2 separate regions of the Zea mays genome follow, and region 1 is linked to region 2. Evidence: chromatin contacts called from public Hi-C data. All regions are on one chromosome and are shown on one strand. Each heading gives the region's core, a stretch centred on a gene start, on an enhancer-like site or on the middle of the called end of the contact. The rest is flanking DNA. Distances are from core to core; before and after follow the strand shown.

Region 1 (6,972 bases), core at 475-2,974, 140 kb before region 2:
ACCAATCAGTTAATAACTGAAGGAGCAAGCGAGCCACGAGTGGGCTAGCCGCTAGGAGAGAGAATCAAATGACTCGGGTGGGGATTGGGCTGAGTAGTGGAGCGCTGAAAAAAAAAGTTGAATCAAAACTAAGAATATATATATTTTTTATTTTAATGTATATTTAAACCTAGGTATAAGAAGTTATAAAATTAAGGTGGGGCCATGGCCCACCTTGCCCACCCCTTGCGTCTGCCCCTGTACAAATCCATGTTACAAATAAATCATTATTTTCCATACGAAATAGAGAACACCAGTTTTGTTTTCCTACAGACAACATGTAAGTGAGACCTGCAACATAAATCCATGTTGTGTAAAGTGAAAGGCTAGGAGAGTAAGTGTCCAAACCTGGTGATTAGCTCTGATTTTTCTGTGTCCCATTGCAGAACACAGAATTTGTACCTCTCCGTAGCAATGAAAAGAAAATCCTGAGTCTCATTCTGAGGATAAGAAACCAACAGAAAATCCATTTATAAAAAAACTTCAACACAAAGACAAATAAAGTATCTCAGATGGATGAACTGTAAACTAGCTTACATGAGGCCGGAAGAGCTCAATCGTTGCAATTCTCCCATATATAGGCACATCAAGCATCGGCTGGTACGCGAAGATATCATGCAGAAGATATCATAGTGAAACTACGCTGACAAATCTATAAATGACTAACCTGAAGGCCCTGAGGGGTAAGCAAATGGATCTCGATCCGGGTGCATTTCCTGAAAGGTTGATGCAGGTGTGCCTTAGTAAAGGATTGTACAGGCAATTGCCAACAGAAAAAAATCCTAACTCTGTTGTTACATGTATTTCTAGGCAGCAAATTCAACACAAACGTCTCAAGTTGTGTTGCCATGGAACATGTAGTTAGAATATGGTTGCTACATCCGATGTTTAGCTATCGCTCTAATGAGCTATAAATCGCAAATACAGAGAGAATCACGCCAGGCATGTGTCACTTTGTATTAGCTCGACTGTTGAACATCCCAGTAGGGACTGCCAAATTGCTAGGTAGGGTTTTACTGTGCTAGTCTCAGATATTGCATAACTGGGTGGTACAAACCCCGAAATTGCCCCTCCGGAATTAAAGAAAAAATTTAGAACGGGGAAGGGTGAGCAGAAATAAATCCGGAACAACCTAGACGAGATAGAGGAAACCACGCATTCCAGAGTGGTCTAGCTGAGGGCAAACCCTAGGCCGCGCCCCACCTACGTCCCAAAACCCTAGGAGACCCCGCAAGGTTTGCCCAATCTCAAGTGCTAGAGCATTTGGGAGCAGCGCTCCGAGTTAGATCGTACGTCGAGAGGAAGAAGACAGGGAGGAGGGGGGGTTGCTTGTGCGCTTACGCGATAATGAGGTTGAGCTGGTTGGGGCTGGTAAAGTTGCCGACGCAGGAATGGCTGACGCTTGTGGGCTTGTGCGCCGTGACGACGTAGTTCCACACGTTCATCTCTGCCGCCGCCGGGGAACAGTGGGCTCTGGAAGGTGAGGGAAGGAGGTGAAGGCGGTGGCGAAGGGAGCCGACAGCCGAGCCAGGGAGGGAGGAGATGGACTCTTTTCTAGCGCGGGCGCCGCGGATGGACGCTGCTGATGTGCTAGGACTAATAGGCCAGCGGCCTAATCGGCCCAGTTGTCTTGCTGTTGGACCGGGCCTTTTTAACGTCGTCCAAACTTGGAATCAATCGAATTCACGGCCGGAGGCATGTCAGATCGAAAGCTCCTTCAAAATCACTCTTGTTGTTTCTATAACTAGTGTCTAACTAGCGCCTTGGCGCGCTAATTTGTATGTTTCTAAAGAAATGTATATATAAAAAGAAGGGATAGAGGTTGAAAAAGAAAATTGATGTATTTTTCAAGAAAAAAGTATAATAACTATGTAAAGGAAGAAATCGGTAAACTGAACAACGTCTATCACAGTCATTTCAGATTTCTATCTAATGCCAAGGCACTAATTAGCAAGCAATTTTTTTCTTTTTTTTGAACACAAAGGGCCATCAAGCTAACATTGAGATATTTTTATCAGGAACCTGTAGTATGGTTGAAGCATATATATATAAAGGCTTGTTCATTTCGCCTTAAACAAACCAACATTTAACATTAGCTAAAGAGAGCTAGTTTGGATTTAAGGGCCCCAATTTTTTCCTCCAAAGCACAACTTTTATGGAACATGGAAAACACTCTAAGTGCATGTGCAACCCCGTTTAATATGAGGTCTCTTGAGGGGTCTCTAGTAGGCTAATTAAAGAAATACAACTACTCGATTCTTTATACATATTGTTTCTTAAATGTATTTATGATACATAGACTCTAAGTTGTATCATGCAGTCTCTTAGTTATCTCTTGTATGTGGAAAATCGAGCTATAGTCTCCAGGTTGTATATGCTCTAAGGTGGATCACGGACAAAACTTTGGTCATCTTTGTTTTCCCCAAAATGTTGGAGAACCGAATCCGTTTGAATTAAGAGAAAACGGATTCATTGTGTATGGATCCTTGAATTAAGGAGAACATGATTGTTCATTTTATCCCCTAAAACACCACCTTATGTACGTCTATTGAGAACAGTAGATGGTAGCATTACATTGAAAAATGTTACCATTGAAACAAATATTTAAAAAGTAAAATACCGACAAAATAGACTAGAATACTGCCTCACAAAACTTTCTTAAGCTTGTGGCTATTCGGGAAAGCCCACATGCTTGGTTTGTGAAAGTCGCCTAGAGGGGGTGAATAGGCGAAACCTGAAAATTATAAACTTTGAACATGCACTTCACCCAGGGTTAGGTTAGAAATAAATAGTAGTTAATTTGGAGTGCGAAATATAGTTCTTCTTGCTATGAATTGCTCAATCAATACAGATAACTTTGGGAGCTAACTCAAAACAATGTGAGCAAGAGAACTTTTAGTGAGAGGGGAGAGGGAAGAAACAAATCGAATGGTGAAGATCAACACAAGTGGATACGGTGATTTGTTTCCCGAGGTTCGGTTTCAAAGAACCTACTCCCCGTTGAGGAGGTCACAAAGGACGGGTCTATTTCAACCATTTTCCTCTCTCAGTCGGTCACCTAGACCGGTCGAGTGCTTCTTCTTAATCTCATGGGTCACTAAGACCCCGCAAGGATCACCACACAATTAGGTGTCTCTTGCTTGTTTTACAAAACATTTGGAAAGTTTAGAAGGAGAAGAAGAAAGCAACCAAGCAAACAAGAGCAACAAATGAAACACAAATCACCATCTCTCATGCCAATAAACACTTTTGATCACTTGACTTGATTATGGCACTTGGAGAGAATTTAGGGCTTTGAATATGTCTTTGGAGTGTATTCTTTGCTCTTGTATTGAGTGTAGATAGTGGAAAGCTTGGATGACTTGAATGATGGTGGTTGTGGGGTATTTATAGCCCCAACCACTATTCTAGTCGTTGGTTGTTCTGTTTGTCGACGGGCACACCGGAACTGTCCGGTGATTCCACTGAAAGTGCATTAATCTCTTTTGTGAGTTTTGGTGATTTGGATAACAACACATTTAAAGGTCTAACAAGTTTGCTAAGTGTTGAACAGGAAATTCAGTATGATGAACATACTTGAATAGTGTATAATGATCAGTGAACAAAGATTCAACACAAGATTAAATAACCAGTGAGACAATGCAGATGGATATAATATGATCTCTATATTGGTTTGAATTTATGGATAAGACCTGAGAAATCACTACATACATATGATCAGAATAGAGGATGAAGTGATTAAGAGGATTGGTCAAGCCAAAGTGAATAAGATATGAGGAATCATGAATTGGCTTGACCATATTACTATCAGTCCAGATATGCTTCTATGAGAATCAAACTAGAGCTTGATTGATCTTAACAGTTATATCTATAAGACATTCAAGCAAGGTTCAGAATATTGAAGAAATGATTCTCTCAATGGATGCTCAATATGATGTGACTCAAGAATGGCTTGATAGGGTGAAGATAGCAAGGAAAGGGCTTCGAGAAACTAAGCGAAGGTGAAGGCCAAGCGACGGGACCGAGGTACCATGGCTAAGGTTAAGAAGAGAGTACTTGCACTAAGTCGATGAACTAATCATGAAGAGTTATAATATATTGATGCATCAGTAAGGTGACTTGAAGCCATGATTTAAACTCATATATGGTGAAATGGTGCAAGTCATAGGGTTTGATTTGTGTTTGCTTCAAAAGGTGAGACAAAGATGTTTGTGATCCTTATGAAGCAACACCATGGAGAAATCACACACAAGACACGAATTACTCAAGGAGTTTACTTAATTATATTTTATTTAACTTGAGTACAAAAATCGTTGTATTATCAAGGGGATCCAAAAAGAAGGTTGGTGTTTGCCAAAGCTCAAGCCTCTATATTCAAAAGCTATTTCGAAAAACCAAAATCCCTTGGACACTCTGTGTCTGACTGTTGTTAAGATTGAGAAACTGAGAGTGTTCCTGTTGAAAAGCAGTTAAGCTTTTTCAGCTGAGTTGAACTTCAACTAAGTTGAGCTTCTTCAGCTATAGTTGAGCCTTTTCAGCTGAGTTGAACTTCAGCTGAGTTGAACTTCTTCAGCTGTAGTTGAGCTTTTTCAGTTGAGTTGAACTTCAGCTGAGTTGAACTTTTTCAACTGCAGTTGAGCTTTTTCAGCTGCAGTTGAGCTTTCTCAACTGCAATTGAACTTCAACTTCAACTATGAATCTCTTTGACCATACACCAGTTGAACCTACCTTCGGGCCAGTTGAGCTGAGGTTTTCTCTCCTAAACTTTTAAGAGCACCTAGAGAGGGGGTGAATAGGTGACCCTGTAAAATCAAATACTAAAAGCACAAACTTGGTTTATAAGATGTTAGTTAGATTAAACCAAGTTGCTATACCGAGAGCTCTTGAGAAGAAATCAATCACAGAGAAAAGCGACACAAGAGACACGGTGTTTTTATCCCGTGGTCCGGTTAAGTAACACTTGCCTACTTCCACGTTGTGGCGTCCCAATGGACGAGGGTTTCACTCAACCCATTTCAAGTGATCCAATGATCAACTTGAATACCACGGTTTTCTTACTTATCGTTGTTTTCCCGTTTGTGAGGAATCTCCACAAATTGGAGCCTCTCACCCTTACAAAGTTGTTCACAAGAAAAGCACAAGAGTAAGGGAGGGAAAGAAATACACACAATACTAGAATCGCAGCAACAATACGCACACAAGTCAAGAAGAGAGCACACAAGAACAATGCCACAAGTTCACAACACACTTAGTGCTCAAATCTCAGTCACGATGATGCAAATGTGTATTTGCGGAGTCTAGGCATCTTAGGATGTTTAGTGAATGCTTGGTGTAGTGCTCCATACGCCTAGGGGTCCCTTTTATAGCCCCAAGACAGCTAGGAGTCGTTGGAGTTCCATTTGGAAGGCAATTCTTGTCTTATGTCGGGTGGCGCACCGGACAGTCCGGTGCACCACCTGACATGAACAGTGCTTGTCCGGTACCCGATCTCCTTCCTTTTCTAGCGAAGCTGACTGTTGCGCCCTCGGTCCTCTTAGCGCACTGGACACTATCCGGTACACACCGGACAGTCCGGTGCTACCAAGTGACCGTTAGCTTGGGCCAGGTGTCGCTCGTTGATCGCGTTGTCGACCGTTGGCCGCGGGTGCCGTTGGCTCACCGGACAGTCCGGTGAATATTAGCTGCGGCGCCATCAATGAATTCCCGAGAGCGATGAGTTTGTCGCCGAGTGCTGAGCGCGGGCACTGATGGCTCACCGGACAGTCTGGTGATTTTTAGCCACGTCGCTGCCGCCGATTCCCGAGAGCAGTGACTTCACTACTGAACCAGCCTGTGCATCGGACACTGTCTGGTGCACCACCGGACAGTCCGATGCACCGAAGGCTAGTGCATATTTGGCTGGACTCAGCCCCTTCTCCATTCCATTCTCATTTGCATTGATATTGTTTCTAGCACTTAGGTAAATATGTTAGTATCAAAAACAATTCACTAAGTCTAGTGTCGGTGTTTTGGGTCCGACCGCGCACCTAGGGTTGCCCATCGAGGTGCTTTTTGGAGTAGGACGGTGTTACTAACTGTAGCTCGATGGTTCGCGTTGGATGCACGAGAGACAGTGGACAATTTTGTACAGGTTCGGGCCGCTTTGAGATGTGTAATACCCTACGTCCTGGCGTGAATACTTTGTGTGGTGGGTTACAAGGAGGTTCTCTAGTATCGAGGATGTTAGAGAACTGGGTGGATGGCTAAGTAGTGAGATATATCTTTGAGGGGATGCCCCTAGGCCTTATATACTCGACCGTGGGGCATTACATGGGGATATGATAACAACGTGAGCCTAAGTAATAGTGAACCGACTAAGCCTATCTTCCTATAATTCCACCGACCTATATCTGTTCAGTTTTGATGTATGAGGATACTGTACGGGAAGGTCGGATCATCGCCATGGTTGCTGCTCAAATTTATCAGGTCGTCTGGGCTTACGTTGATCCAATCTTGTGTCAATCCACTTCGCCGGACGTTCCTCCCTAGGCCCACGAAGGAATGACCTTGTGAACTTTTGGCCTTCCAGTGGACCCGGGGGATATCTGTCCCCCACAAGCCCCCAATCTTTGGGTTGATTTTGAAATAAACAGCCCAAAGATTCTAGGTCCAGCTTGTAGTTTTTGATTTTGATGCCTTGAAAATAAGTCTGTCGAGCCGTTGCTTCTGAACTCTGAGTGACTCGGTAAAAACGATCTTCTATTGTTTTCTTCTGCCATTATTCATCGGCCTTCGCTTTATTCCTCAGAAATTGGTGCTCTGTCTTGGGTTCGTGCTTTGGAGATCAACATTCTGCTCTTTGGAATTCAGGATTCATTGGGTGCACCGAAGGTGCACCTAATGGGTGTAGCCCCCAAGCTTCAAGTGGATTATTGAAAATAATCCACTCGAAGG
Region 2 (6,059 bases), core at 120-2,619:
GTCAATGTCTCCATTCATCCGGGCCAGGTTCAAGAGTGACTCCCACACCATGGCATTGGGCTCGAAAGGCAGCTTCTCAATGAACTCCAGAGCCTCGTTGAGATGCCCTGACTTCCCCAAGACCTCAATGATCCCAACATAGTGCTCCACACCAGGCTCAATGCCATGGTCCCTGGACATGGCATCAAAGTAAAGGAGCGCCTCCTCGATGGCCTCTGAGTTGGCACAGGCATTGAGCACAAGCAGGTAGGTCTGACTTGTGGGTGCCATACACTCCTTCATCAGCTCGAACAGACGCAGCGCCTCGTCCCCAAGTCCATTGACAGAGTAGCCGTCGATCATGATGTGCCACGAGTCCATGTCGCGGTCAGGCATATTGTCAAACGTCCTGCGGGCATGTGGCATGGCTGCGCACTTGGCATACATCGCGAGCAGCATGTTGTTGACCCGGAGGTCGCCGCGGAAGGGCGAGCGGAGGAAGAAGTCGTGCACCTTCCTGAGCTCCTCCAGCAGCTTAGGGTTGGAGCAGGTGGCCGCGAGCTCGTAGAAGGTGTCCAGGTCGGTGCGCGCACCCTTGGAGAGAAGCTCCACGGCATCCTTTACCCGCCCCTCCCGGCACAGTCCCATCAGCTCCCCAGGCCCCGCCACAGGATCAGGCGGCGGCGGTGCCTGCTGGTGCGGGGGTGGAGGACCGTGGCCGTGTGGTGGTGGAGGCGGCGGTAGGTGCTGGCCCGGTGGCGGAGGACCGTGGCCGTGTGGCGGCGGAGGCGGCGGTACGCGCTGGCCCGGTGGTGGAGGCCCGTGGCCGTGTGGCGGTGGCATGTGCTGGCCCGGTGGCGGAGGTCCGTGGCCGTGTGGTAGCAGGGGCGGCAGTACGTGCTGGCCCGGTGGTGGAGGCCCGTGGCCGTGTCGCGGCGGAGGCGGCGGAGGTACGTGGCCGTGTGGAGGCGGTGGTGGAGGTCCGTAGCCGCGTGGTGGCGGAGGCGGCACATGCTGGTGCTGCGGCGGTGGAGGCCCATAGCCACGGGGCGGCGGAGGCGGATGTCCCTGCGCGGACCACTGTGGAGGGGGTCCTGGGGGAGGCACCGACTGGTGGTGATGGGGAGGGTGGTGGACATGGTTGGGGGCGGCGGCGGCGGGCGCTGTAGGGGAAGGGCGGTAGGCGTAGGACGATTGGGAAGAGGAGAGGGGCCGGGCGAGGAGGTGGAGGAGCGAGCGTGACCTCGCGGAGGAGACGGCGACGGAACGGAGCGGGCGCAGGTGGATGGCGGCGGTGGTGGCCATGGATGGCGAGGGCTGGCTGGGTGCGATGGGTGTGGTTTATGTTTAAGCGAAGGCGAGATGGGACTTTGGGAGACGTGACATGACGAGGCGGGGCGAGAGGAGAGGAGAGGAGAGGAGACGAGACGAGACGGTGAAAGATATTTCCGGGATCAGAGTGGCCGAGTGGATCTCCAACCCAAGTGGCCGGCCCACCAATAAAAGAATGAGGCCCACGGGGAAACGCAGGACGAGACGAGACGAAATGCACTGAACTGAACTGAACTTGGACATGATGGATTGATGGTGATCTGTTGTGCCCCTCTTTTTCTCATAGGGATCGTTTGCCTTGGATTCGTTGGCTGGCCATGTCAAGATCCACTCACTACCTTCTAGTGCCAACCATCATTTTCAGCCACTCCACTAGATGAACCTGCACAGGCACAGGCACAGCCACGCCATGTTCTAGGGCTTGTAAAGACCTGGCACAGCTCCGATTATAAATTCAAAAGTACTGTTGCCGTAAGGGCTACGAGGCATCATGTTCCCATAACTCTACTTGTTGTTGGATTTATGGGCCAAACTTAATTAAGAAATTCAATTACCTTCTAGTGCCCTCTTTCTCTCATAAGTAGAGTGAGACTAGTTTTATATGTGGAGGTTTTCCTCTCCTATCAAGTTATGGTTGAGGAGATAGAGGATAAAGTGCCACACGCGTGTGCGCTCGCCTTGCGGGGGGTAGGGGCGGGGAAAAGGGCCGGCTCATTGCCTTGTAGGGGCACGACTTCGATCGCGATGAGATAAGGATTTAAGTCCTTATCGGATCACGATCAGATCAGAACGTGAGTCCTTATCGGTTCGTGGACGCGACCCTATATAATTCACCTGACAGCCATCGCCAAAGATCTATCCCAACACGAGTTAGGTTTTACCTATACTTACTACTACGCCGTCACTCTTCATCTCGAGCGCCGACATGCATCTGCGATCGGGAGAGCAGGTCTTCGGAATCCGTCGCCTTTGATATCCTGCACCAGGAGAAATCGACTAAGCTTTTTAGGTAGTGTCTTCACGCGACTACTCACGCTCATCTACATGACTACTGCTAACGTTGTCGACCCTGTCGCTTTCATGTCATCAAATAGTATGTCTAATCAGTATGCATCTTTAGATCTAATCTCGTACTTCGGTTTATCTGTTGTTATAATGTGTTCTGTGTACTGCTCATTAGCCTCTTAGGAAACAACATGCTAGTTTATTTATTGTTGTTCATGATTTATTCGAAATTTAATCTGGAATATTTCTATTTATTCAACAATCAAATACCTTATTGTAGACAATTTTCTGGTTTAACTATAGCAGCACTATAAAGTTATGAATAAATAAACATGTTCCAGATTATAGCTCTAGAGGATAAACTATAAAGTTATGAAGCAACCATGAAAGCTGAAAAATAGGTATTGTATGTATTTGAACTTTATCTTTCCTTATCCTCTCGCTAAAACTAAGCCGATCTTTATACCTGTCCTCCCCAAAACAGGTGAGAGCACATCTACTTCTACAAATAGATAAGTTTATATGGTTTCCTTCTTTAAAATTCCTAAAGAGGTCTTGAAGGGAATTGATTTCTTTAGATCAAGATTCTTCTAGCAAGGAGAACAATAGAAGAACAAATATATGCTAGCAAGATGGAATATTATGTGCAGACCAGTTGAGCAGGGTGGTCTAGGGATAAAGGACTTACGACTATATAATACTTGTCTCCTCAGTGAATGGTTGTTTAGGCTTTTCAACGAGGACGGTCTGCGGCAAAATATGATTATGAAAAAGCATATCACTAGCTAGGAAGGCAATTTTACAAGTACAATGTAAAAAGAATAATTCCCCGTTTTGATCTAGACTTTTGGGGGTTAGAGACCAATTTCTATAGTTTGGTCGTTTTGATCTCCAAGATGGGGAGCAAATTAGGTTTTGGGATGACATCTGGCTTGGTGCAAGAGCTTTAAAAATTCAGTATCCAAGCCTATATAATATAGCCTTTAGAAAACATACATCTGTGGCTGAAGTAGTGAGGTATGATCCAACAAATTTAATTTTCAGGAGGGCAATAATGGAAAGAATTAAGGCTGAATGGCAACATATTTGTGCTATATTACAACCTATACAACTTATAGGTTGTGTAACTGTCACACCCGGTTTTGGAAGGTAAACCGAATGCGAACCATGTACGTGCGAGGATCAGAACTCACGTACACAGCGATTACATAATTGGACATCATCACACAATGCTTGAATTAAATAGCGGAAAGGTACTTAGTTACATCAAGATGTCTGAGACATCCACAGAGTCTATTACATATCCATAGTGTTTAACATTAACATCAAAGTGCGGAGTAACGAAACGTAGAATGTACGCCTACACAGGCAGCTGACTGGAGGTTTGCCACTAGAGTAAACTAGAACTCGTCGTATTCCTGGAACTCCTCAAAGTCCTCCATGTTACCAGCTTCACCTCCTGAGCACTGAGTACAGTGGGGACAACCTGGGGTGGAGTGGTTTGTAAAGCAAGGGTGAGTACACATCAACGTACTCAGAAAATGTCTCGTTTGGCTAAAGTGGACTAGCTGCATGTGGAGTTAAGGTTAAGCAATTGCTTTTAGTTGGTCAAGTTTTATTATTATAAGTAGAGCCAAGTTTTAGTAATAACCCAGTTATTATCCAGAGGCACTCCCTCCAAGAGGAAATACCAGAGATCAGAATTATAATCATCATTGCTAATCATCATCATAAAAGTAACCAAAGTTCTTCTAATCGAAGAGGATCCCAAGGCTGCTCTTAACCGTGAGCACGGCTGATATACCAGTTTCTAACACTCTACAGAGGTTGCACACTTTACCCACAAGCTGTCATTCCCATTCTGCCCGGGGTTCTAGCCTCCCCATTGATCACTACCAAGGTGACCTAGCAGGGTCTCACTACGTAGCCTTTACAAAGATTTCCCAGAGGTCATAGTCGCCCGTTAGGTTTCTCAAGTTTGATAACACAGTACATCTCCCCAAAGGAAGGGTGACTAACAAAACCAAATTAAAGAACCTTTGCAACCAGCCTCGGCAGAGCAAGTACTGTGCCCGGACCCCATTGACGGCCCTACGGTGAAGCCAACTACTCCTCTAGTTCCTCTAATTAATCAGCTAAGGGTGTCCCATTCCACCCTCATGGTTGCACTGTTATCCCGAGTTGTCACTCCCCAAACAGGTCCTTACGGAGAGGCACTCAGGAAAGAGCCTGAGCCCCCTAAAGTAATCACAAGAACCTCATCGGGATAACATCATCGTATCATAAAAGATCACATCATGTTCATTGATTAAGTTAAAGCAATAGCATAAGCTAACCATGATTAACCCACAAAGGTAAACAAGGGTAAGGTAAATACAGACTAGTCAATCCTTAAGTTTCAATAATGTAATGCAGGACAGTGAATTATAAAGTAAAGTAGGACATGATAGGTCTGAGGACACTTGCCTTCACCAGGTTGTTGCTCAGGGGGATCTTCGGCAACACACTCAGGAACCACGAGCTGCTCGTTGTCTAAGTAAAGCGAGCATACATTCAATACATTTGGAAGATAAAAATGAACATCACATCAAACATGTACAAACATTGGCACACAACTCAAAAAGGTATAATATTAAGTACAGGGGAATGAGGTCAAGTTATAAAATGAACTAATCCTAATTGGGGATTAATTACTCTCTAAGTGTTGGGACATAACTCAAAAAGGTTAAGTAGTGATTAAACAAAGAAAAGCTAAAATTATAAGATGAACTACTCTCATTTAGGAATTTGATTATTCTTTAAATATTATCCATAATTACATACCTAATTCTATTTATCACATTAGGGTCTAAAGGTGAAACCAAAAATGAATCCATGAAATGCATAACACTAATATCATAAAATTAAATATATTTTAACTACTAGGATTCTCCTTTTATTTATTTCATTAAATAAATAAATCAACATATACTTTAATTCTATATTCTAAGTGTAAAAATTAAAGTATACAGATTATAGTTGGTCATATTTTATTTGGACAGAGAATAATCTTGTGAACATTTTGCAATTTGAATCACTAAATTTGAAGTTCATATGAAAACGATATGAAATAAACAAGTTTTGAAGTTTGAAATATGAAATTAGGGCTAAATCTGTGTTAAATAATAGTCCAGGGGGCTATTCTAAAGAAACCAGGGATCTATGCGCTAAAATAGAGGACGGCGGGTTGATATCCTAAAACCAGGGGGTTTCTTAAGCAAAACAACCACGCGAAGGGGTACGGGGTAACCTCAGTCGTCGGATCAGACATCAACGGCCCAGATTAGATCACGCGGGCGCGCGGGTGCGGCTAACAAGCGGGGCCAGGGCGCCAGCGAGCCAAGATGGGCTGACTGGCCGGGCTCAGGGGCAGAGACGCGGGTGAGGGGGAGAGGGGAGAGACGGTTGGATCTGGATCGGAGGGCTACGATCCGATCCGCTCGGGTTAAGTCTAAACCGCCCGATCTCGGGTGGACAACCGAGATCTAACGGCAGGGGGGCGGACTTGGGCACGGTGGCGCCGCTCGGTACCGCGGCGGGAGCTCGCCAGAGACGAGGAGGCAGGCCACAGCAGGGCTCTAGAGGCTTGGGGGGGGGGGGTGGTTCAGGCGTGTTCAGGGTGATCTGGCGGACTCAGCCGAGGGCACCACGCCGGCGCGGGAGCACCAGAGGGCGCTGCACACGGAGAGGCGAACTAATGGCAG

Evidence for each region. A called contact is a pair of places that touch in the nucleus more often than the background predicts.
Region 1: a contact with region 2 is called in a Hi-C map of ear, with 3 times the contacts expected there. The contact joins the promoter of LOC103635427 here to the promoter of LOC100304360 in region 2. A contact is called at or near these places in 4 of 25 Hi-C or Micro-C datasets (ear, leaf, tassel and 1 more).

What each region holds. Positions count from the first base shown.
Region 1 is chr8:79,304,912-79,311,883 of Zm-B73-REFERENCE-NAM-5.0, reverse strand. LOC103635427 reads right to left here and starts at 1,724. Exons shown (of 19, transcript XM_020543320.3): 1 at 1,381-1,724; 2 at 707-755; 3 at 577-636; 4 at 388-479. The coding sequence starts at 1,484.
Region 2 is chr8:79,165,520-79,171,578 of Zm-B73-REFERENCE-NAM-5.0, reverse strand. LOC100304360 (pentatricopeptide repeat (PPR) superfamily protein) reads right to left here and starts at 1,369. Exons shown (of 1, transcript NM_001165798.1): 1 at 1-1,369. The coding sequence starts at 1,284.